7 separate regions of the Mus musculus genome follow, and regions 1, 2, 4, 5, 6 and 7 are each linked to region 3. Evidence: chromatin contacts called from public promoter capture Hi-C and targeted proximity ligation data. All regions are on one chromosome and are shown on one strand. The core of a region is the stretch at or near the end of the contact, and the rest is flanking DNA. Distances in the headings are between cores, read along the strand shown. Region 1 holds the start of Gstp3 (glutathione S-transferase pi 3). Region 2 holds the start of Peli3 (pellino 3). Region 3 holds the start of 2010003K11Rik (RIKEN cDNA 2010003K11 gene). Region 4 holds the start of Gstp1 (glutathione S-transferase, pi 1). Region 5 holds the start of Actn3 (actinin alpha 3). Region 6 holds the start of Bbs1 (Bardet-Biedl syndrome 1 (human)). Region 7 holds the start of Mrpl11 (mitochondrial ribosomal protein L11).

Region 1 (3,036 bases), core at 300-2,799, 440 kb after region 3:
ATAGATAGATAGATAGACAGATGCATAGATGATAGATAGAAGACAGACAGACAGACATGAGGTTCCCAGGGAACTAACCAGACCAAACAAGTTTAAATCCTGTTTACTAGCTGAGTGACCTTGGGCATGCCACGTCAATTCTTTGTTTCAATTTCTCTACAAACAAGGAACAGTGCTAGCCTTGAGGACTGGTACATGTAAGGCTTAACTCTTTGCTAAGAGTTTTCTGTTATAGCATCACCAAGAGAGGAGGGGATAGTTCATTAGTTAAAATCCCTTTATTTAAAAAAAAAGGGGGGGCTGGAGGGATGGCTCAGTGGTTGGGAGCATTGGCTGCTGTTTTGGAGGTCTTGAGTTCAGGTCCCGGCGACTGCATGGTAGCTCACGGCCATCTGTGGTGGGATTGGATGCCCTCTTCTGGTGTGTCTGAGGACAGCTGCAGTGTGCTTGCATGTGATAAATAAATAAATATTTAAAAAAAATTTTAGGGCTGGTGAGATGGCTCAGCGAGTAAGAGCACTGACTGCTCTCCCAAAGGTCCTGAGTTCAAATCCCAGCAACCACATGGTAGCTCACAACCACCCATAGTGAGATCTGATGCCATCTTCTGGTGTGTCTAAATACAGCTGCAGTGTACTCATTTATAATAATAAATAAATCTTTAAAAAAATTTTTTTTAAATCCCTTTATTCTTTTCTTGAAAAGACAGGCTCTTGCTATATAGCTCTGGCTGGCTTGGTTGCTATATAGCTCTGGCTGGCTTGGTGATCTTGGTTGTAGACCAGTCTGGCCTTGAATTCGAAAGGGCTGCCTCTCTTTGTACTTTTTTTTTTTTTTTTCGAGACAGAGTTTCTTTGTATAGCCCTGGCTGTCCTGGAACTCACTTTGTAGACCAGGCTGGCCTCGAACTCAGAAATCTGCCTGCCTCTGCCTCCCAAGTGCTGGGATTAAAGGCGTGCCGCCCGACCTTCCTTTGTACTTTGAGTGCTGCAATTAAAGGTGTGTGCCATCACTCCAGGTGACACTGCCATTATTATGGTTATTGTTATTATTTATTTTTTGTCATTTATAAACATGGTTTCTCTTTGGAGCCCTGGCTGTCCTGGAACTCTGTCGACCAGACGGACTGGGCTGAACTCAGAGATCCTCTTGCTTCTGCCTCCTCCCAAGTGCTGGGATTAACCACGGCTCCTCTACATTGCCTTATTTTTACAAGGAGCACTTATTATTATACCATGTACTGTTGGTAGAGGCCTACCTGCATATAAGGCACTGTCCAAACCCCTGAGCACACAAGAAACCGAGTGGTTTGGGCGTGTTAAGTGGGAGGCTTATCATGTGACCATGTGTGCCTCTTGCAAAACTCCAGTAGCATATTGCACCACAGATAGAAAGGTGAGTCTGCCCTCCCCCACCACGTCTGCCAGGAAGCTGGTACACTGAACACCAGGACTTGGTCTGTTTCTGGGGCAGTGTGGGATGTCTGAGGAGGTGGAGTCTTCCTGTCAATATAAGGCCCCGATCACTTCCTCTCTTCCTGCTGAGCTTGCACCACACTGTATCCGCCCAACAGTAAGGAGAAACCTGGAGGCAAGGGCGGGGGCAATTATACCCCCACCTCACCCCTGCTACTAACCGCTCCTTGGCCCTGCAGCCCAGGCAAGGTCCTCCTTCATCGTGCTTTTTGTCTATCTCTCCTAGTGCCACCTTACACCATCGTCTATTTCCCTTCCCGAGGTGTGGCCTCAGCACTTTCAAGACGAAGGGCACAAACAATAGTCTTCTGGGTCATTCCTGGGAATCCCCAACAGTGGTGTAGGAAGGGCGTGACCAAGACTGTATTGGGGCCGGGCCGGGACAGAGACCTGGGGCAGGACTACAGTTGTGGTTGGTGGGGCCAGGACTGCCCTCTTAGCCTCCGTAGATAGCTGCACTGTCTGTCACTTTTCCTTCCTTCCCTGTGCCATGGTGGGGCTGGGTCTTCGCATTCCAAGATAATGTTAGGACATGGCCTCTATCACCACATATCTCCCCTCCCTATGAGGCTCCCAAGCTAGTGTAGTCCTCTTGTCAGCTTTCCACTCTCCCAAACTCTCCCAGGATGCTCTGAGAGTAGATCTCTTCGCTGTGTCCTCATCCTGCACCCCCATACAGGGCGCTGTGAGGTTATGCGCATGCTTCTAGCTGACCAGGGCCAGAGCTGGAAGGAGGAGGTGGTGACCTTGGATGTTTGGGAGCAAGGCACATTCAAGGCTTCCTGTGTGAGTAATTGTCTCCCTCTCCCCCTTGGGGATTCGGTTGGGGCGCAGCCTTAGGGTGCTGTGTCTAGGATTGGGGGCAGCCAGGTTCAGCACCCCTTACAGAGGGATCTTCTCCCAGTTGTTTGGACAGATCCCCAAGTTCCAGGATGGAGAGCTCACCCTGTACCAATCCAATACTATCCTACGGCACCTGGGCCGCTCCTTCGGTGAGTCCAGAAGCCAAGCCCTGAGAGACACCTGAGATGTTCCTCAAAATGTCCTGGGGCTTTGAATTGCCTCACCTGCAGCCACCAATGTCCCACCTGGGTCACCCTAGAGGATCATGCAGGGCCCAGGTTCCAGAAGGCTACTGGTGTGCTGCTGGGCGGTCGCTGTCTGTACAGCCAGGGCTGTGAGTTTCCAACTTGTATCATTTTTCTAATGACATCCCAGAGGTAGGCAGGGAAGACCTCCAATTAAGGTTAGAGAGTAGACCCAGGCTGAGACTGAGTGGACATGTAGGGACAAGTACAGAACCTGAGCCTGCTGCCTGCCCGCTGACCCAGGGCTCTATGGCAAAGACCAACAAGAGGCAGCACTGGTGGACATGGTGAACGATGGACTGGAAGACCTATTCAGACGCATTGCCCGGCAGTATCGCCATATCCTGGTATGTAGGAGCCACAGGCTAGTGACCAAGCGTGGTGGGCAGGAAAGGGAGATCACTTCGGTCACTCTGGCTGCACATTTCTGACCACAGAAGGAGGGCAAGGACCAGTATCAGAAGGAGCTTCCG
Region 2 (3,269 bases), core at 65-2,564, 440 kb before region 3:
CCATTCAGGGGTATACAGTGAGACTCTCAAAACTAACAAACAAGCAAACAAAGTAAGGGGACTAGAGATGGCTCAGTGGCTAAGTGCAATGGCTGCTTGCTCTTTCAGAGAGCCTGGGTTTTTATTATTATTATTATTATTATTATTATTATTATTATTATTAGACAGGGTTTCTCTGTATAGTCCTGGCTGTCCTGTAACTCACTCTGTAGACCAGGCTGGCCTTGAACTCAGAAATCCGCCTGCCTCTGCCTCCCAAGTGCTGGGATTAAAGGCTTGCGCCACCACTGCCCAGCTCTGGGTTTGATACTTAGCACTGGCATGGTGGCTCACAACTGTTTGTAACTCCAGTCCCAGAGAATTCGAGTTTCTGGCCTCTGTTGGCACCAGGTAGGCATACAAGTGGTGCACAACCATACACGGAAGCAAAATACTCATATACATGAAAATAGATTTAATATAAAAAAAATAATGAGTCGTTCAAGGGCTGGAGATGTTGGTAAGTGGTAAAGTGTTTATCAAGGTGTATGAAGCCATGGGCCAGATCCTCTCTTGGTTCCTTTGTAGCAAGCCATTTCTGTAAATCTGTTTTGTGGCATCGGGGACAGGGGTGACAGGCCACAATTATCGTACCCGCCTTCCAAGGATTACAGGACTTAATTTGCCCAAATTCAACCCAGAGAGCCTGGTACTGACAGAAGAAAGCCTGTGGCCCTGAGGGACCGAGCACCCCAAAGTGGGCTTTCCTTTGAGGCTTTGCAAAGGATAGAAGCATGCTGTTGGGAGGGGAGGTCAGTGATTCATGTCTCTGGACACCAAGGAGGCCAGAGCTCACTGATTGTTGCACAGAGAGAAAGTGGTCGCGCTGAACTGAAAGACAGATCTGCACTCGAGACAACCGCAGTGGCTTTCCTCAGCCTCCACGGGTGATGCACCTTCCTCCGCCTCTTCTAGTAGTTTCCTTCCCTCTGTTTGCTCTGGGCTTCTCTGTAATTCCGAGATTTCCCCATAAAGGAGGCGGGGTCTTGGAGCAGCGGGTGGGCAGTCGCTAGTCTTAGGTTGGGAAAAGGAGCCTCTAGATTACTGTGTGAAAGGAGGCTCCGGTCTCGGGGAGAACCTAGAAGACCCCAGAATGAGGGTGAGGTGTCCGGAGCCTGGAATAAGAGAGGGGTCTTGTAGACAACCTCTTTGGCTTCCCAGACTACAGCCAGGCTTAAGCCGCAGGAGGCGGAGCCTCGGGGTAAGGTGGGGCCTCTAGGGGCGGAGCCGGGGCGGGGCGTGGGGCAAGGGGTGGGGCGTGGAGGTTTGTGTGCACATCCCTCCCTCCTCCGGGCCTCGGGTGTCCCCGTGACGAGGCTGCACCGAGCAGCCGCGGGCCGGGCCCATCCCGCCGCGGCAGTCCCGGGGCGCAGTAGAGGTGAGGCGGGTGGGGGCCAGCAGCACACAGAGAGCCCCAGAACGCCGCCAGGTGAGGCTGGCGAGGTGGGGGGCGGGGGGCTGTGTTGGGCGTGCGTTGGGGGCGTGTTTGAGTATCTGGGGGTGGCGGGGTTAAGAGAGCGGGTCTGAGGGCTGGCGCCTGTGGCTGTTAGCGCGGAGGCGCGTCTCTGCCGTAGGAGTTCTTGGGTATGCTGTGCCAGTCTAGGCACTGCCCGCGGGACTGACAGCGTGCGCGCGCGTATTTGTGAGGGGCCGCCTGGTGTGTATCTGCGTATGCTGTCATTGTGCCCTTCCCGAGCACGGGGTGCAGGCCTGCCTCTGCGCAGACCTTCCAACGTTGGGGCTGTTAACAGCCTGCGGGCGACTGACTCTGCTGCAGGAGGTGCCCGACTGGGGAGCGCCGCCCCCACAGGCCTCCAGAGACCTAAGCGGCCTGAGGACCACAGACAGACACCTGAGGGAGGGAGGGATCTGGAGGCCTGCCTGCATTGCCAGGCTAAGATAGGGAGACTGAGTCAGGTGGGTGGTAAGACAAAGGCAGACAGATAGAGGAAGGATAGAAGTAGGGACCGGAGTGGGGCGAGAACAGGCAGAAAAGGACGTGCTGGGAGGACAGAGAGTCATTGAGAACAGACAGACTGACAGAGGCCTAGACCTGCTGCAAAAAGGGCAATAAGATTAGAATGAAGACAGACACCCAAGAACCTGACAGAGAGCTTAACTGAGGTCTTGGGGTTAAGAGCTTAAGCCAGGAATTAAGTCTGAGTCTAGAGGTCTCTTAAGTCCTGGCTGCCCCTCTGCCAAACACATTCCATCCAAAGTTGGTATATTGCTCTAACCGACCAAACACTCTGACTCTGATTTTGCCATTTGTTTCTTGGTCTTGTCTCACCAGTCTCCCTCCTTGGTATCCCAGCAACCTCACCATTTGGGGGAAAGGAAGTAGTTATAATAACAAGTGTTGACGGACCATTCTTGCCTTGTGTCTAGCCAGAGCCTGAGAGGAGCTGGGGTGGGAAGTTGCAAGGTTCTTTTCTCTTCTCCCACTGTGCTCAGAATGGTGCTGGAAGGAAACCCTGACGTGGGATCCCCCCGGACCTCAGACCTCCAGCACCCGGGGAGCCAGGGCTCTTGCATCCTGTCTTGTCCTGGTGAAGAAGCACTGGCAGGCGAGGAGCCCATCAAGTATGGTGAACTCATCGTTCTGGGGTGAGCCTCCCTAGTCCAGGAGTGATGTGCTTGGGTAACTGTCCCTCAGGTCAGCCAAGATAACAGTGTGCACCGGCTGCTCTCCCAGGACTCTCTGCTTCTTGCCACTTTCCCAGAAGAAGAGCAAAAGTGATCAAACCCATTTCTGTTGTTTTGTTTTGGAGACAGGGTTTCTCATAGCCTTGGCCTGGAACTTGATGAGTAGACCAGGGTAGCCTTGAACTCGGAGATCCACCTGTCTCTGCCTCCCAAGTACTGGGATTAGAGGTATACACCACAACCAGCAGCCGGAGGCAATTCTTAAAGCTGCTCACCACAGTTTGTAATCAGCTAAGAAAAAGAATAGCAAAAAAAGAGTCTGTAAAGCACCTACTGTGTGTAAGTGTGGGATAAAGAATTCTGATTCTGCACAAAAGGTTCCAATTCTACTTCAGCAAGTTGTCAAACTTTCCTGTGCTTTTGTGTCCTTTTTTTTTTTTTTTTTTTTTTTTTTTTTTTTTTTTTGGTTTTTCGAGACAGGGTTTCTCTGTATAGCCCTGGCTGTCCACTTTGTAGACCAGGCTGGCCTCGAACTCAGAAATCTGCCTGCCTCCGCCTCCCGAGTGCTGGGATTAAAGGCGTGC
Region 3 (3,271 bases), core at 398-2,897:
TCTACCTAGAAGACAGTGGTCCCTGGAGCCTGAGCTTTTAACCATGTGCTTTGCTAGAATATTGAGGGCAAAGCTAAGGCTGGAGAAATTTAGTTCTCCTGACCCTGGCACTGTCCTGTTTTCTCTCTCTCTCTCTCTCTCTCTCTCTCTCTCTCTCTCTCTCTCTCTCTCTCTCTCTCTCTCTCACACACACACACACACACACACACACACACACACTCTCACACACAGAACCTGCCAGGCTGAGGATGTAGCAGAGTTGGCACAGTGCTTGCCTAGCGTGCACAAGCATCAGTGTTCCATCCCCAGCACTGTCTACACAAGGCATGGTGACCCATACTTGTAATCCAAGAATTCAGGAGGTGGAGGAGGGCAGAGATCAGGAATTCGAGATCATCCTCTGCCACATAGCGAGGCCCATCTGGGCAACATAAGACCCTGTCTAAGACAAAAGTCTGGCACTGAGATAATATTTACTATAGGTCATTTTTTTCTTTGTGTCTCTGTATGGTGTGTGAAGGGATTATGTGTGTGTGTGTACACTCGCACACATGTGTGTAATCTAGAAGTTGACACTAAGTGTCTTCCTCTGTCATTCTCTACCTTTAATTTTTTTCCTCTTAGTTTTTGAGAGAGGAACTAGCTGTGTAGACCAGGCTGGCCGAAACTCACAGAAATTCCCCTGGCATGAGCACTGAATGAGCCACCTTGCCTGGCCTCACCTTTTTACATTTTCAAATTACATTTATTTGTGTGTGTGTGTGTGTGTGTGTGTGTGTGTGTGTGTGTGTATTGTGTGTTCTTGAGAGCCACAGCGCATGTGTGGTGGAGAGAGGAAAGCCTGTGGCAGCCAGTTCTCTCCACCAGGTGAATCCCAAGGATCAAACTCAGGTTGTCAGGCTTGTCAGCAAGTGCCTGTACCCACTCGACCACTCCTTCCCCTTAGTTTTTGAGACAGTGTGTCCCACTGGGTCAGGAGTTCACCAATGCAGCTCAGACAGGGACTGCAAGTCCCAGAGAGTTTCCTGTCTCTCCCAGGTCTGGGATGACAGATGCATATCCACCTTTCCACAGGGGTACCAGGGAACCCAACCCAGATCCTGTGCAGCAAGCACTTTATGAGTGAGCCGTCCCCCCAGCCCCTGCAGGTCACGATTTTGGATGTGTGCCGCTGACCTCCAGAGCACTTTTCACCTTGTAAAACTGAAGGTCTGGAGCCATGAAAACAAGTACCGTCCACTGTCCAGCCCCTGCCTTACCCGATTTCACCCTGGTAGTTACGGTTTTGACTGTTGTAGAATGAAGCTATTCTGTTCTCTGTCCTGTTGTAGAAGTAATCTTTGCTTAATGTCAATGAGATGAGTGGTACGGCCAGCCAAGGCCAAGGCCAGAGGAGGCCGGCAAGGTCTCCAGGGTGGTGTGGTCAGAGAAGGCTGTCTGGAGGGAGGAGGGAAGACAATAGGAACCAGCCTAGCATTCAGAAGGATCCCGAGCTGGAAGCCAGCCTGCGCTGTATAGTCCCACAGGGTGAGAAGTCAATGGAGAGAATGACTCAGAGATATTTGGCCTCTGTGGCCTGCCCTTTGGTTTATGACAGCCACCTCAGCAGCACTGACCTTTGTCTACAGGTGATCTCCCATCATATGAGTGAAGGCACCAGGCCATCTCACAAAGCTAGTGGCTTACCGACCAGTGCTAGCTTCTAGGATCATGGGGACCAGCCTGCGTAGCCAGTCCTTTAGAGAACCCCGGCCCTCCTATGGGAGGCTCCATGAGTCCCAGGGGAGGTCTCTGGATGGCCGACTCCACAGAGCACTGAGCCTCAGACTGGGCCGTGAGAAGTCCAGGTCGCAGGTCCCCGATGGCACGGAAGGGCTGGAGGTCTCTGTCCAGGAGCGGCTGCCAGGGACCCTGGGAGACAAAGAACAGCTGATCCAAGGCCAGAGAGGAGGAGGCAGCCGGCGGTGGCTGAGACAGTACCAGCAGGTGTGGCTTCAAACTGAATTATCACTTTCATGGGGAAGGGTGGGGACTCCGGGCAGCAAAGGGTTAAGAGCACAGCTGACCTGAGGAAAGCCAAGCAAAATACCCAGGAATTGAATGCATTTGACTAAAAGCAGTTGTGATTCCCCTCACCCCTGTGGGCACTGGGGATTCACTGAAGGTTGGAGGAGGGTGGGCAAATGGGGTCTGGGTGGAATATGGTCAGAGCTGTTTCTGTTTTGAGATGGGGTCTCGATAAGTAGCCCAGAGTGGCCTGGAACTCTTGATCCTACTCAGTGTTCTGAGTGCTGGGAGTGCAGGCATATATTACCACACAAGGCTCTGAGAGCTGTATTAAGATGATTAATGTAATACTATGTTGCAAGGGTGACTAGAGCAGGAGGCAGGCAGATTGGCCAATGCAACTTCTGGCAAATTACCGTCTGTACCTCTCACACAGGATGAAGAGTAGATTTGCCCCACCCCTCCTGGCCCTTCGTCCCAGGGGGAAGGGTCTCCCCTCCCCCCAGGAGTTTAGCTTCTCTTTCATGGCTCTACCCCCACCTGGTGGCTGTGAGTGGAACACCACTTGAAGCCACTGCTATGATGTTTCTCCTACTTTGGTCTTCCAGCATGTGAAAAGAAGGTGGAGGAGTTTTGTCGCCAGCTTCCCCAGTGTGACCCTGAGTCAACCAGCCTCCCCAGAGACCTTGTTGGACACCAACAACTAAAGCTGCTGTGACTGTCCCTCACTCCACCGGCTCTGCTCCTGTGTCTTTTCATCTGCCCCTGCATGGCTTTTCTGGACTCTGAACTGCTCCAGCTTTTGAACTTTGTCTTGTGACCCAAGGAGGCCTCTGCCACCAGATCATTCAAAGCCCCCATGTGGCTGCTCTTCTTGGTTCTGGCACCTATCTCTTAGCAAAGATCTCCATAGGCCTGAAGAGGAAATACCTGGCTCTCTACCTTTTGGGTTTAAAGACTCCCTGGACTGGCATTTATGAAGGTCTTAGGGACCTACACAGAAATGAGAGTAGCAACTGTGACCCCTTGGCCCCACAAAGACCAGCCACCCACTTCCAGGTCAGAGTTCAGTGAAGCCAAAGAAAGGCTGAGAACTTCCTGAATATCACCTGCTCCCAGGGCCAAGCTCCACATGGCTTTCTGGGCAGCTGCCAGTGACTGGCCAAGGCTTGGGCCTCCCTCATAGACTGTGAGCCTTCACAGGCTAGGACCATGTCTGGACTGTCCTGGGGGGGTTGCTATATGCCTGAGAAGCCCAAACATG
Region 4 (3,249 bases), core at 270-2,769, 460 kb after region 3:
CCTGGCTTTGGATGGGCTAAGGAACTGTGACCCGAGGCTGGCCTGGTGGAGGGTCACAAACTGTACAGAGGGCCTCTGCTTACCTTGCTGGTGATACGTGAGTTTTGTTGCCCCCTACACATACAAGCCAAGGTGAGTTAACAAGAGTTCTCAGAGTAAGTAAGACACCGAGGAGAAGATAAAATCTTATCTAAACAGAAATCTAACTTTTAGTGGATTTTGTTTGCTTCTTCTTTTTTTTTTTTTTTTTTTGTCTTGTTCTTACTAGCCCTGAGAGTTAAAATTAGAAGGATTATCGGGCTGAAGAGATGCCCAGCAGTTAAGAGCACTGACTGTTCTTCCACATGTCCTGAGTTCAATTCCCAGCAACCACATGGTGGTCCATAACCATCAGTGATGGGATCTGATGCCCTCTTCTGGTGTGTCTGAAGACAGCTACAGTGTACTCACAAACATAAAATAAATCTTTAAAAAAGATGTCACTAGGGGTGATTCTTTTAAACCAACTGAAAAATCATTCAGTTTTATGTAATGAAAGTTTTACACAATACAGAGATGTCATAACAGAATAAAGACTCCAGATTCAGTAAATGTGCACCTATGTTATGTGGGGCTTGGATTGGCCTGTTTAAAGGTGGAGAATCATACAGATGAATTTTTTTTCTTCACCTTATTTTTTTGAGACAGGGTCTCTTACTCAACCTGGAGCCTACCTGTTCATCTAGACGGGTCAGCTAACAAAACTCAAGATTTGTCCCTATTCTCACAGAGCTGGGGTTCCTTTTTTTTTTTTTCTCCTAAGACAAAAATCTCATGTGTAGCCTTGGCTGTCCTGAGATTCACTCTGTAGACCAGGCTGGCCTCAAACTCACAGAGATCTGCCTGCCTCTCTTCTGAGTGCTGAGATTAAAGATGAGAGCCTCCGCCACCACCTGGACTAGAGTCGGGATTCTGTATGCGTGCTGCACCCTTTTTATGTAGGTGCTGAGGTGAGAAGAAGGTGCTCGAACTTGTGTAGTACGTACTTTACCTGCTGCACCATCTCTCCAACCCTGTTAGTCTCGTTTATTTTTATCATTTATTTGGTGTTTGTGTCGAGTGTGAGGAGTTAGGATAACAATTTTCTGATTACTCCTGGCGAAGGTCAAATGATCAAATGAAGCTCTTTGGGAGGAGAAAGAAGTTGGTGAGTTAAGGATGGCCACTAGTGGAATCTACTACAGAGGTTGGTAGATGGGGACAGGCAAAAGGCTGACAGAGTTGCACATGCTGCAGAAAGCTGTCCAGCTCCAGTACAAAGTGGAAGGGAGCTGGACACACCCTTCTCGGAGCAGGACCAAAAAATGAACCCAGCACCGCTGCAGACTCGGGTCCCACAAGCGAGTGTCCCCGGCAGGAGGCGGGAGCTGCAGAGCTCCGCTACCGGCTTCTCTCTCCAACGTGTTGAGTCAGCATCCGGGGCGGAGCGCGATGCCCCTTATAAGGCTGGCGGCCCGGTGGCCTACGCGTGCGTCCTCACTCTGAGTACCCCTCTGTCTACGCAGCACTGAATCCGCACCCAGCAGGCAGTGAGTCCGCTCCGCACAGCTTCCCAGGACAACCAGCTTGCAGCTGTCGGGGCCTGGGCTCGCTCACGACTGGCGCTCTTTGCACCGGGCAGCTTGCAACAGGAGCCTGGGGCGTGGGGTGGGGGATGGGGAGGCGTTTCAAACCAGAGAAGGGACCCGGGAGATGGGGTGGGAAAGTGTACCACTCTGAAACCTAATCATTACCCCTTTTCTACCTAACATTCTTCTCTTGTCCACCCCAGTGCCACCATACACCATTGTCTACTTCCCAGTTCGAGGTAAGACCAAATGACTGCAGGAAGGGGAGGTCTGGGGTAGGGGTTGCAGCCCACCATTCCTATCCTCCATGAAGAAATTCCAGTTCATTTTTTATTCTCCTTCTGGTTGCAAGTGGTCCTTGTACTTGAAATTGCTTTGAGGCTGGGCCTGAATGCTGTCCCCAAATCCTTACCCTGACTCCATACAGGGCGGTGTGAGGCCATGCGAATGCTGCTGGCTGACCAGGGCCAGAGCTGGAAGGAGGAGGTGGTTACCATAGATACCTGGATGCAAGGCTTGCTCAAGCCCACTTGTGTGAGTGACACCCGTAGTGGAGGGGGCAGAGGTAGGGCCTTAGGAGGGCTGTGACTGGGAGGCAGCAGCATCACCAAGGTTCTTGTTCCTCCCTCCAGCTGTATGGGCAGCTCCCCAAGTTTGAGGATGGAGACCTCACCCTTTACCAATCTAATGCCATCTTGAGACACCTTGGCCGCTCTTTGGGTAAGTCCTGAACCCAGGTGGTCCAGCTGGTGGGCAGGGTGGTGGGGGGGGTATCAGTTATTGTTTCAGGGGGTATCTGCCCAGCTGGCCACTCCCTTTTTAGTTTTGAGTTGACAGAGCAAAACAGGGACACACAGAGATTATTCTTGTTCAGGCTGCATCTGTGGTCTGCCTGCCATGGCTTCCTGTTGCCTTTCATGAGCTCGGGTCTCACATGACTGCCCATATCCCCTCCCCCAAGACCTCGACCTACCAACAGCCACATGCCTGAGGAAATCAGGGATCAGTCATGCTGTCTCTCTCAACCCGTAGGGCTTTATGGGAAAAACCAGAGGGAGGCCGCCCAGATGGATATGGTGAATGATGGGGTGGAGGACCTTCGCGGCAAATATGTCACCCTCATCTACACCAACTATGTGAGCCTAGATCCCGGGGAGTGGGGGTTGGGAGCGATGGGCAAAGGAGCTTTGTGTATTTTTGCCTCCCTAGTTTCCTTTCCTGTATCAGAGCCCGAAGCAGGGTAGGGCAGTCTGGGGCACTGTAAAGAGGGCCAATAGACAGCTTCAGGAGAGGTCAGCGGGTGCAGATAGGAAGAGTGTGTGTGCCCTCACGTGTGTGGGTGTGTGCATAGGGGCAGAACATGAAGAGACAGAGCTGGGGCAGAAGGCCAGGTCCTAAAGCCCTTGGACCAGCTGGCTTGGACTCTGTGGGGCTGTTGAAGAGTCTGTTCATGGCTGGATTTAAATGTGAAGCTCCGAATGATCCTCAGGGTGCCAGCTCTGAGAGCTTTACTATGATAAAGACCAGAGAACTTAGCTGGGGGTGGTAATGCACACCTGCAATCACAGTAGTTGGGTGGCCTGAGCTACACTGTGAGCTGTCCAGGGCAGCCTATGGTAGGGAGGGAGAGCATAGAAGGGAT
Region 5 (3,486 bases), core at 537-3,036, 380 kb before region 3:
TGCTATGGCTTTTTAGTAAAATGTAAATTAATTAATCAAGCTAATTAACCTAAAGCTAATCACCTAAAAGTCTTGTACTGAAAATTGACCATCTATTTAAAATTGAAACTTTATGCTGGAGAGATGGCTCAGTGGTTAAAGGCATTTGCTTCGCAGACTTGATGGCCTGTTCACTCTTCTGAACCCACGTGGTAGGAGAGAACAAACTCCCGAAAATTGTCCTCCGACCTCCACCTGTGTACCCCGGCATGCGCGCCTGGGACCGGACACACATCACACATACAGACACAAATAATAAAGATAACTTCTCGCCTCTTTTACCCTGCTCTGTTTTTTGTTTCTGTATCATTCTTGAGCATCTAGTTTACGCAATTTGCTTTTTTTTTATTGGCTTATTATTATCTTTATTATCTGCACCTTCCGCCACTGAAATCAACTCCAGGAGGTCGGGCATCTGTTTTCACTTGAGTCCTAGGAACAGTGGCTGCTCAATATCTGAATGAATAAGTAGCGGGTGCCAGGCTCTAAAGGAGTTCTATGGCTCTAACAACCCGGATGCTAACGTCATCTGGTTACTGACACCTCAAGTTCTGGGTCCTTTCTTGGTACCAGCGACCACCAGACCCCCTGCTTCTGCCCGCCGACTCCCGGAGCCCAACACTCACGCCCAGCCCTGTCCCAGGCCGCGGCCAGCCAGCATCACCCCCCGAATGCTGGGATCCGAGCGGAGGAAGAGCACCACGTTGCCCAGCAGATTGAGCAGCTGATAAGCAGCTAGCGCCAGTTGCAAGGCCCGGGCCAGTGGTCCCAGCGGGGGTGGCCCAGGCCCCAGCACCATCACGTAGGCCAGCTCCAGGACCACGACGGCGGCCCACAGCGCGGTGAGTACCAGTGGCATCCGCGCGGGCGCTCCTTCTGCGCCCCGAGCTGCCCAGGACTCCCCCATGGTCGGACCCACCGGCTTTCCGATCGCTGGGATCCCACTGCTTCCGCATTGGGGAGGGCCTAGCAGCGAACTGACGTCTCCTGCAACCAATAGGAGCTCCGCAGGGGGTGCGTTGCGCGCGCCAGACTTATAGGGAGGGGCCACAGATACGGAGAAGTGATTGGCTAACTGACCAGATGTTCGAAAATCTGATTGGTGATGCTGCCCAGGTGTCAAAAAGAAGCAGTCCGCCCAGCGTACTGCAGTAGCCGCCCCTGGTGTGGCTTGCTGCCACTCCATGAGGATTGAGTTGCAGCCCCCGGGGCGTCGGGGTTTCCCGGCTCAGCACATTCTCCCTACACTCCTCTACAGCCGCCCCGGTATTAATAGACCTGGCTGGCCCTATCATCTGGCCCTGAGCCTTTCCCCATGCTCGGGTGTCTCCATCACCCTAGAAAACTCCCCAAACAACTTGTTGACTTGCTGTTACAGACTGTGAAATAGAAATAGGGGTCTGTTTCTCGAGCGCAATGCTTAGGAGGGACAGACTCAGGTCCAAGGGGCAGCCTTTAGGATGCCTACAGCCACCACTTGGAATCCACTTAATAGATGAGGAAACAAAGTCCATGGCTGTCCCAAGATCACACAGCAAGTTAACCACAGAGCTAAAATGCGAACCCACTATCTAGGCCAGTAGTCATCCCAGCATCCCCCGCGATTCCGCAATCTTTGACTCCAGCACAATCTCTTCTCTGGTCCAGTTCCCAACCTCCCTCGCCCCCTATCTGGCCCCACCCACGTACCCCATATTTAGTACGAACCCGATCTGGGGGCTGGACCGGGCCCTACTTAACCCGGCCTGAGTGTGCAGGAGCTCGCCCAGTGAAGCAGAGCGGAGCCAAGAGCCTGAGCAAGATGATGATGGTTATGCAGCCCGAGGGTCTGGGGGCCGGGGAGGGGCCCTTCTCTGGCGGTGGGGGCGGCGAGTACATGGAACAGGAGGAGGACTGGGACCGCGACTTGCTGTTGGACCCGGCCTGGGAGAAACAGCAGCGGAAAGTGAGTGCTCACCCATTTCCCAAAGGCAAAAACTGAGGCTGGGAGGCCAGGCAGTTCTTCTCGGGCATCTGGGCAGTTCAAGGTCAGAGCCTGGCTGTAATCTAGAGTGCAGCTCCCCAAACCAGGCTCTGCCCACCAGCTATATGCTGTCCTCAAAGATCAGAAGAGTTCTCATAGGGATTTAGGATATCAAGGACACCGTGGAGTCCCTCAGTGACTCCCCAATAACTTTAAGCCCACTGCCCCTCTTGTGTTGGTGAAAGTGGATTTTGGACAAGGTCCAAGAGACCCAACTCATTCTTGGATGGGAGGTGAGGGGTTCTCAGAAAGTTATGTTCCTTTAGTCTCCAGTTAAGTATCCCTAGACCCCATCCTGAGGAGAACATGCCAGACACACAACCAGTGGATTTGGGGTGTAGGAGAGAACAGCTGTCTCATATTCTTTCCCATCCTCTACTCTGTCTTCTGCTATGGGTGGATCCCTCTACTGGCTTGACAATGGAGGAAATTGAGGCCCAGAAAAGGGCACAGATAGGCAGGCAGCCTGTTGTGTACTGAGGAAGAAAAGAATGCCCCCATCTGAGGGTCTTTGTTCCTTGCCTCACCCCACTCTTTCCCAAGATTCCCCTCCCTGTCTAGAAGCCCTGAGTCTGCTGAAAAGGCCAGAAGGTCAGGAGGAGGGGAGCCCCGGCTCCCCTTACCAGTAACCTAACCCAGGCTCCCACATGGACACTTGTGCTGAGGCAGCGCCTTTGTGGGAGCTCAAGAGGGCCATGAGGGCAGCCATTGCCCAGGCTCAGCCTTGCAGGGCACTGCCCCCTCCTTCCCTGGATCATTTCACCCCTGGCTACCAAGAGGAGGGAGCAGGACACCTGGGTTCCCTGAAGAGAAAATGATTCCATCCGAACTGAGGAATTTTTGGGGTTCTGAAGGCCAGGCTTAGGGTGAGCACCATGAAGCCATGGAACCTGCCTTTTGCCAATTGTGCGTGCTTTTAGGAAAGTAGAGGGCATTGCAGACCTGAGAACCCCAGAATTTACAAGCAGATCGTTTCCGCTGTGTTAGATGACAGGAGCTGACTGCGGGGGGGGGGGGGGGGGGTGAGAAGCCTGAGCTGAATGGAATGAGGCCTGGGATGATCCACCCTCCCCCCCAGCCCCCTCCCCCTCCCCCTGCACCTGTCTCCAAGCATGGCTGTGGTCCCTGAGTTCCTGCAATCCCCGGGTGATGTCATCCCTGCCCCTGGCTCCAGCTGCCCTTTGCTCCTCAACAGCCCTCCCCCTCTCCCTCCCCCTCCCAGATCACAGTCTGTGTGTTCCCACCACAACAGCTGGCAGTCTCTTTCTTGCCTTTGTCATCTAAAGTATCAGAACCATCCTTTCATTCCAATTTCTAGCCACCCATGTCCATCAACGATCTCCACCACCAACCCAAGTCCACCATTAATCCATCAACAGAACGGGGCAGATGCTCTGAAAACCAGTTAGCATGCCCTGTGTGTG
Region 6 (3,507 bases), core at 422-2,921, 410 kb before region 3:
TCCCCTGGGGCTGGAATTACAGATGATTGTGAGCCACAGTGTGGGTGCGGGAGGCCAGGCTAAGAGCAGCCAGAGTCCTCAACAAGAGCCACTCGTACTCTAACCCCCTGAGCTATCACTCCAGCCCTGACAGAGTGCTTTTATCAGTCATTTTTATTAGTGATTGTTGGGGTTATGTTGGCTTTGTTGAGACCAGGATTTCCTAGGCTAGCCTTAAAATTAATAATCCTTTTCCCCCAGTTCCTTGAGTGCTGGGATTATGGTGTGTGCTACCATGCCAGACATGATTTAAATCTTGACTTGAGGGAAGGATGAGGTCAAGTGGCAATTCATTTAAGTCTAAGTCTCCCCCCATGTAATTCTGCCTTCCTGGCAGGGTTATTCTGATGTAGGTAATTAGATAACTATCCTGAACATTGACAGTTTGTGCCGGAGCTCGCTCAGAACTCGCCGCCCCTAACTACATCTTTCTGTGCTGCTGTTTTCTCTCCATCCCCCAGGCTCAGAAGTACAACTTGTGGAGTATGAGGCCTCAGCCGCTGGTCTCATCCGCTCCTTCTGTGAGCGGTTTCCCGAGGATGGGCCCGAGTTGGAGGAGGTTCTTATCCAGCTGGCTGCAGCAGATGCCCGATTCTGGAGGAACCAGGCCCAGGAGGCCCCACCTGGCCAGGCTTGAGAAGATCTGTGTGGTCTCTCCCCTCTTTGTCAAACCAGGGCTGTCAGTAGCTCTGAGTTGTGTGTGATTAGGAGTCAGGGGAGGGAGGGGCAGGAGCTTGGACTTTGGTGCTACCTCAGCTGAGGGTGGTGATGCGAACCCCTTCCATTTGTCAGCACTTTGCAGTTTACCGTATGTCCTCAGTTTCTGGATCTGCACTGCCATCTATGGCCGGAGCTCAACAGGGTGCCTAGTCCGGTTTTCCACATGGGAAGGTGGCAATTCTGAGAAGTGACTGTTCTAGACCCGGCAGGTGGCATGTGACAGAGCCAGGGCTCAAAGCATTCTCACCAAATCCAGCGCTCTTCGTGTATTACTTTTATAGCCAGAAAAATAAATATGACGACCACCATCTCTGCAGTGTATGTTTCTTTCTCTTCCAGTTCAAAGCCAGGGGAGGGCACACTACATCACTTTAGGCTTCCAATCCACAATAAGATTTTGAATATCATTTCCAAAGGAATGCACAAACTCACAACGTGTTCCGGAGCTCTTCTTTGTGACATATTTCTTAAGATTTGTGTGTTCGTGTGCATTTTCTTCATGGGTGTGGTGGTGGTAGCAGAGACCAGAAGACCCCATCAGATGCCCTGGAACTACGGTTACAGAATTGTGAGCTGCCATGTGGGTGCTGAGCAGTCCAGGGTCCTCTGCAAGAGCAGCAAGCACTCTTGTACTTTCAAATGTTTCCGGAGCCAAAGAACCGTAACACACTAACATGAGATCCTCACCCATTAATTTGTTTCTCAGTCTAGTCTTAATCCCTAAAAAGCGCTCCTCCCCAGGCCTCAAAGCCCAGGCCCCTGTCTTTAATGCAGAAACCATAAGTCAACATTGCATAGGACAAGGAAACCAGTGCTTATTTGGTCCCAGCCGGGACAATTTTACCCCGGAACCTTTGTTCCTGTGCTTTCGGATGCCCGGATTCTATTGGGTGTTGCGCGATGGCTGAGCTGGTTGCCAAGGCGACGCCTGGGAAAATGGCTGCGGCGTCTTCATCGGATTCTGACAGCGGGCGAGCTGAGAGGTTAAGTCCCGGATCCTCACCGCTTCCTTTCCCTCAGATGAATAGATGGTGCTTGGTAGCGGGTTCTGGGCTCTTGCTTTCGAGCAGCGGTGGAAGTTCTGGGAGGGCCCTTTAGAAATCAGAAGAAAGCTGATGGCCAAGAAGTATCTGTATGTGATTGGCTGGTCACTCCGGGCGCCAATTGAGCTCAGATCTAGACTTGGTATTATCCTTTCGATGTTCGTGCTCTGTTTCAGGCGTCATCTCGCTTAGAGATTTTATTTATTTATTTATTTATTTATTTATTTATTTATTTCGTCATGGGGCTCACTTTCCAACTATCTTTTTTCCCTCTCAGCAACGAAGCCAATTCTAAATGGCTGGACGCACACTACGACCCCATGGCCAACATCCACACCTTCTCCTCCTGCCTGTGTGAGTCTCTAGACATATCTAGGGACACCCAGATTCTAGGAGGATGGGAGGAACAGGGAACGGTTTCATGGAGAAATCTTTGAGATTCTGAGACTCCTTTTCGACCCTTTTGTGTTTTCTAGCACTGGCAGATTTGCATGGCGATGGGGAGTACAAGGTAGGCAATCAGAAAGTTGAGTGGTGTGTGTGTGTGTGTGTGTGTGTGACACTCAGAAGTGAGATTTGCAAAGAGGCTCAACATACTCTGGAACTCATCAGTACTAAAAAGGCACACTTCGTTGCAACTTCTTTCTTTTAACGATGTATTTTTATTTTGTGTGCGTTGGTGCTTTGCTTGTGTGTGTGCTTGTGTAAGGTTTCAGATCCCTTGCAACAGGATTTACAGACAGTTGAGAGCTGCCGTGTAGGTGCTGGAGTTTGAACCAGGATCCTCTGGAAGGACAGCCAGTGATCTTCACTGCTGAGCCATCTCTCTAACCCCAGAATTTCTTAGTAATTTGGAAAGTGAACATTAATTTTATAACATGATCTGCAGAGGTTAAACAGCAAGATGTTGTGGATTTATAGTACCAAGACATACGATTTTCTCTCTCTCTCTCTCTTTTTTTTGTCTTTGTTTGTTTGTTTTTCAAGACAGGGTTTCTCTGTGTAGCCCTGGCTATCCTGGAACTCACTCTGTAGACCAGGCTGGCCTCAAACTCAGAAATCTGCCTACCTCTGCTTCCCAAGTGCTGGGATTAAAGGCATGCCTCACCACTGCCCTGCTGACATATGATTTTCTAAAAAATAATTTGAGGGCCAGGAGTGGTAGTGCCTGCCTCTAATCACAGCACTTGGGCAATAGAAACAGGGCGATCCATGAGTTTGAGGGTGACCTGTGAAGTCCAAGGCCAGCCAGGTCTGCTTAGTGAAACTGCATCAAAAACAAAAAAACAAAAGCGAACTAACAAACAGAGCAATCTGCATCCCAAAACACAGCATCAAAATGAATTTATCTAGTGTTGGAAGGATGCATGCAGTGTGGAGGTCCGGTGACAACCTTTGAGAGTCGGTTCTCTCCTGTCATGTAGGTCCCAGCAACTGAGGTTAGGTCATCAGACATGGTGGTGCGCACCTTTACCCACTGCAGGTCCCAGTTCTTTATGTCTAATCATTATTGCTTAACTTTTCAGTTTATAATACAAAATAATAGGCTTTAAATAGGAAATGATTCACAAACCTTTTCTTTTCTTTTTTTTTTTTTTTAGTCAAAGTTTTTCTCTGTAGTAGTCTTGGCTGTTCTGAAACTCAATACATAGTCCAGGCCCCAGGATGGCCTCCAACTCACAGAAATTCTCCCTGCCTCTGCCTC
Region 7 (3,049 bases), core at 541-3,040, 460 kb before region 3:
GAGTCCTCAATGACACATCAGGTAAAAGCAGGAAATCTCCTCTCTGCTTGCATGACATCCATTGATTTTATAACATTGACACCTGCTAGTCTAGGCCTCTATGTATGGGTCGGCCTTTAGGACTACACATTTCTCCAGAGTGGCCAGGCACTACTGGCCATTCCTGGTTCTAGCCAGTGCCCAGATCCATGTCCAGGACAGAACAGGTGCTTATGAAATATATTCCAAACAAGATGAGGCTTCAACCCATATCCTTCTGCTAGAATCTGCTAGACATGTATGAAAATGTCACAATGAAGCTTAATATGCATAACTAACATAGGCTATAAATTAAGAAGAACAAATAAAGCCCAACCACCTCACTGTAATGGGCCTTCTCAGCTTTCCTCCCAAATGAAGAACTTACTTGGATTCCTCTCAAGATACTCACTCCTTCACCACTCGAATGCCCAGGGAACGGGCAGAGCCAATGATGGAACGGACCACAGAAGACAGGGGCACATCTTGCATGGCAAAAGCATCATCCTTAGCTTTGACACAGGCAATCTCATATACGTGCTTCAAACTCACCAGGCCTGCCACCTCTTTCCCTGGGAAGAAGGAGCAAAGAATTCTTCAAGTGCCACTACATTTCTCTGGATACATCAGACTCTCAGGTGCCCACTCTAGTCCTTACCTGTATGCCGGGCCCCCTTCTCGATCCCAGCAGCTGCCTTCAAAAAGTAAGAAACAGTGGGCTGCCCAATCTTGAGCTCAAATGTCCTGTCGGGCTTAACAGACAAAGATACATGAGAATTTCTTGGTTTTCTATCCAGTCCAAGACATTTCTAATGTCCCTTTCCTTCTCCCACCAACTTGCACACCACAAAAGACAGAAAAACAAATCTACAGCACACATCCCTGCCATTTTTATTCCTAGCCCAAATCTCCTCTGGAAGCCCCAGTGAGATGAGAGGTAAGAACCACAATATGGCAGGATCAAGCCAGTTCAGAGAAATTATGGTCTAGGCTTCTGTTTAAATGATAAGTGGAAGGTAGCAACCAAGTTAAGAGTCAGAGAAGCAACCAGAGTGACTAGTTTCAAGGGCCAAGGAAATATATGGGAGAATGGGTCTCTCTACCTTTATAAAAATTTTTGTAGGCAGGGGAATGCCTTCTTTGATGTCCTTTGTCTTCTCGTTGAACTCTTTGCAGAACTGGTTGATAGAGACACCTCGCTATAAGGAACGCATACACAAAGTTAAGTATGGGAGCTGAAGGCTTTCTACCAACCAGGAGCCCCTGTCCTTTCATCTTTGTGTGTGTGGGGGGGGGGGGCGGGGGTATGGGTGTGTGTTGTTATATTTCTTCTACTCTGGTTCTATAGCTTTGGGTGCCAGGCAATTCGTCCACAAGGTACCACTTAATCAGCAACTAGCCAACTTGGGGGTCAGAGGTGCTGAGGTCAAAAGAGGCTCCGTAAGTAATACAAGGACATAAGGCCTGAAGGTGTGAATAGTGGAGACAACGTTTATAAAGGAGACTTCCCCGGCTCCAGCGCACTCTCCCACGTCTCCCAGGCCGGGTTCCGCACACCGCACCTGACCCAAGATGGGACCTAGTGGAGGCCCAGGAATAGCTTGGCCTGCTCGCACGATGGACCGGATCACGCCGCCGGCCTCGGGCTTCTTGAGGGTCCGAGTGGCCCGGCTTAGCTTGGACATGATGTAGGATTTTAATCTTAGCTCGCCTCGGAGAAGCAAAGAACTACGCTCTGGGCGCGGCCATTTTGGGTCAGAGGTGAAGGGCCCTCGTGTTCGGCTAGGGTAAATGAGACCAAAAAAGAGCAGTCTTGTTTCAGGCATACAGCTCTCCAACTAAAGACCAATTACGGAATTTAAGAATTAATTGAACTTTGCGCTCTGAAGGCAGGACGAGAACCTATATGGTTTCAGTACACACAATCCCTCAGCGGTGCGCACAGGCATCACCTTAGACAGCCAAACAGGAGTTCGGGACTTTGAGTCTCCGCACAGCATTGTGGGTATGTAGTTCAGCGCCTTATCCTGCGCCTGCTGTTGGCCGTGTTCTGGGTTGCCATCTGCTGGACACAGTGATATCTTAGCGTTTGATATGGAGCAAGTTATGCAAAATCCCTTGAGTCTTTTGTTTCCTCATGTGGTTTTTCATGGAAGGCAATATGATTATAGACGGGAAATGAAATGGCAGACTGCTGCTCTTGCTGGCTATGAACCTGATTCATAGCTAGACAAAGAGTTAGAGCTAGGATTAGGCTACTGTTTCTGTTACCTATGAAAATCTTTGACACCGCGAATATTATAGGTACCTTTCAGAATTGTTGTGACAGCTCAGTAACACACGTTGAACCAAGAAGGCATTTACCGCTATTTATACAAAGGGAAAAGCTCTTCCCCGCGCTTTTGAAATGCTAAGTTTGTGAATTCTCATCCCAGTCAAACCTGATTTTCCACTAGCTTATTAGGCATACTTTATTGCTTCCCCGTCTTTCATTTTTTCATTGGAAGATGACTTTTTGTGTCTCAGAACTCCGCATCCCGCTCTATTCTGTCCAGGATTCCTGATTATTACTTGCGTTTTAGGGAATGGTATTTGAGCCAGGTGGTGTTTGAAGCCTTTATTATCCCTCCCTAGAGCAATCTTGTGTATCTAGGCACTTTAGGGTAGTAGCAATGGCCTTGGTAGGACTCTTTGACTCACAGACTCTTCCTGACCACACGTGGCTGCAAAGCTCCAATAACTGTAGGTTGAATGCTCCATTATTTTCTCCAACAGTTCAGGATATAAAGTTCTCTGATCCAGTCTCCAGACTGAGACTACTTCGAAGGAACTATCCACTAACTCACTGTTTGCGATCCTTCAGATTCGAGGGGAATTCTCCAGTTTCTTTTTTCTTTTTTTTTTCCTTTTCTTTTCCTTTTTAAAAAATAATTCCTCTCCAGACAACCAGGCAGCCTATTATGTAGCATACCACTTCAAATTCTATCATCTTCCTCTAAACCGCCTCTCACAAACCTCCATTTTTTTCTTT

Evidence for each region. Promoter capture Hi-C pulls out the DNA fragments that hold promoters and counts their contacts.
Region 1: a targeted proximity ligation map of pancreatic cancer cells shows a contact between it and region 3. A contact is called at or near these places in 1 of 39 promoter capture datasets (pre-B cells) and 1 of 130 datasets of targeted methods (pancreatic cancer cells).
Region 2: a targeted proximity ligation map of pancreatic cancer cells shows a contact between it and region 3. A contact is called at or near these places in 12 of 39 promoter capture datasets (the 3T3-L1 cell line, the SN4741 cell line, cranial neural crest and 8 more), 3 of 484 Hi-C or Micro-C datasets (B cells, bone marrow-derived macrophages and cerebellum), 7 of 130 datasets of targeted methods (the NIH/3T3 cell line, T-cell acute lymphoblastic leukemia, bone marrow-derived macrophages and 3 more) and 1 of 9 other capture datasets (liver).
Region 4: a contact with region 3 is called in a targeted proximity ligation map of pancreatic cancer cells. A contact is called at or near these places in 1 of 39 promoter capture datasets (hippocampal neurons) and 1 of 130 datasets of targeted methods (pancreatic cancer cells).
Region 5: a contact with region 3 is called in a targeted proximity ligation map of bone marrow-derived macrophages, with 4 times the contacts expected there. A contact is called at or near these places in 6 of 39 promoter capture datasets (the 3T3-L1 cell line, the C10 cell line, HPC-7-derived erythroid cells and 2 more), 5 of 484 Hi-C or Micro-C datasets (cortical neurons, embryonic stem cells, nephron progenitors and 2 more), 13 of 130 datasets of targeted methods (the NIH/3T3 cell line, the SCID.adh cell line, SST interneurons and 9 more) and 4 of 9 other capture datasets (adipose tissue, liver, macrophages and 1 more).
Region 6: a contact with region 3 is called in a targeted proximity ligation map of the NIH/3T3 cell line, with 9 read pairs. A contact is called at or near these places in 13 of 39 promoter capture datasets (the 3T3-L1 cell line, the C10 cell line, the HPC-7 cell line and 9 more), 14 of 484 Hi-C or Micro-C datasets (the 63-12 cell line, the HL-1 cell line, cerebellum and 7 more), 9 of 130 datasets of targeted methods (the NIH/3T3 cell line, embryonic basal ganglia, fetal liver and 5 more) and 4 of 9 other capture datasets (adipose tissue, embryonic stem cells, liver and 1 more).
Region 7: a promoter capture Hi-C map of embryonic stem cells shows a contact between it and region 3, with 5 times the contacts expected there. A contact is called at or near these places in 20 of 39 promoter capture datasets (the 3T3-L1 cell line, 3T3-L1-derived adipocytes, the C10 cell line and 14 more), 24 of 484 Hi-C or Micro-C datasets (B cells, the Ba/F3 cell line, adipose-derived mesenchymal stem cells and 13 more), 12 of 130 datasets of targeted methods (the NIH/3T3 cell line, craniofacial prominence, embryonic basal ganglia and 7 more) and 2 of 9 other capture datasets (embryonic stem cells and macrophages).

What each region holds. Positions count from the first base shown.
Region 1 is chr19:4,057,960-4,060,995 of GRCm38.p6, reverse strand. It overlaps Gstp3 (glutathione S-transferase pi 3), which reads left to right and starts at 1,549. Exons shown (of 7, transcript NM_144869.3): 1 at 1,549-1,572; 2 at 1,702-1,737; 3 at 2,155-2,261; 4 at 2,380-2,467; 5 at 2,807-2,910; 6 at 3,001-3,036. The coding sequence starts at 1,572.
Region 2 is chr19:4,941,137-4,944,405 of GRCm38.p6, reverse strand. It overlaps Peli3 (pellino 3), which reads left to right and starts at 1,314. Exons shown (of 7, transcript NM_172835.3): 1 at 1,314-1,468; 2 at 2,494-2,646. The coding sequence starts at 2,495.
Region 3 is chr19:4,496,959-4,500,229 of GRCm38.p6, reverse strand. 2010003K11Rik (RIKEN cDNA 2010003K11 gene) reads left to right here and starts at 1,647. Exons shown (of 2, transcript NM_027237.2): 1 at 1,647-1,986; 2 at 2,616-3,271. The coding sequence starts at 1,711. The coding sequence ends at 2,714.
Region 4 is chr19:4,036,182-4,039,430 of GRCm38.p6, reverse strand. Gstp1 (glutathione S-transferase, pi 1) reads left to right here and starts at 1,519. Exons shown (of 7, transcript NM_013541.1): 1 at 1,519-1,568; 2 at 1,811-1,846; 3 at 2,035-2,141; 4 at 2,240-2,327; 5 at 2,640-2,743. The coding sequence starts at 1,568.
Region 5 is chr19:4,876,209-4,879,694 of GRCm38.p6, reverse strand. Actn3 (actinin alpha 3) reads left to right here and starts at 1,786. Exons shown (of 21, transcript NM_013456.2): 1 at 1,786-1,984. The coding sequence starts at 1,841. It overlaps Zdhhc24 (zinc finger, DHHC domain containing 24), which reads right to left and starts at 1,027. Exons shown (of 3, transcript NM_027476.3): 1 at 666-1,027. The coding sequence starts at 946.
Region 6 is chr19:4,904,791-4,908,297 of GRCm38.p6, reverse strand. It overlaps Bbs1 (Bardet-Biedl syndrome 1 (human)), which reads left to right and starts at 1,671. Exons shown (of 17, transcript NM_001033128.3): 1 at 1,671-1,742; 2 at 2,080-2,156; 3 at 2,279-2,313. The coding sequence starts at 1,696. It overlaps Dpp3 (dipeptidylpeptidase 3), which reads left to right. Exons shown (of 18, transcript NM_133803.2): 18 at 501-1,069. The coding sequence ends at 676.
Region 7 is chr19:4,961,047-4,964,095 of GRCm38.p6, reverse strand. It overlaps Mrpl11 (mitochondrial ribosomal protein L11), which reads right to left and starts at 1,790. Exons shown (of 5, transcript NM_025553.4): 1 at 1,581-1,790; 2 at 1,122-1,217; 3 at 677-770; 4 at 431-590. The coding sequence starts at 1,703.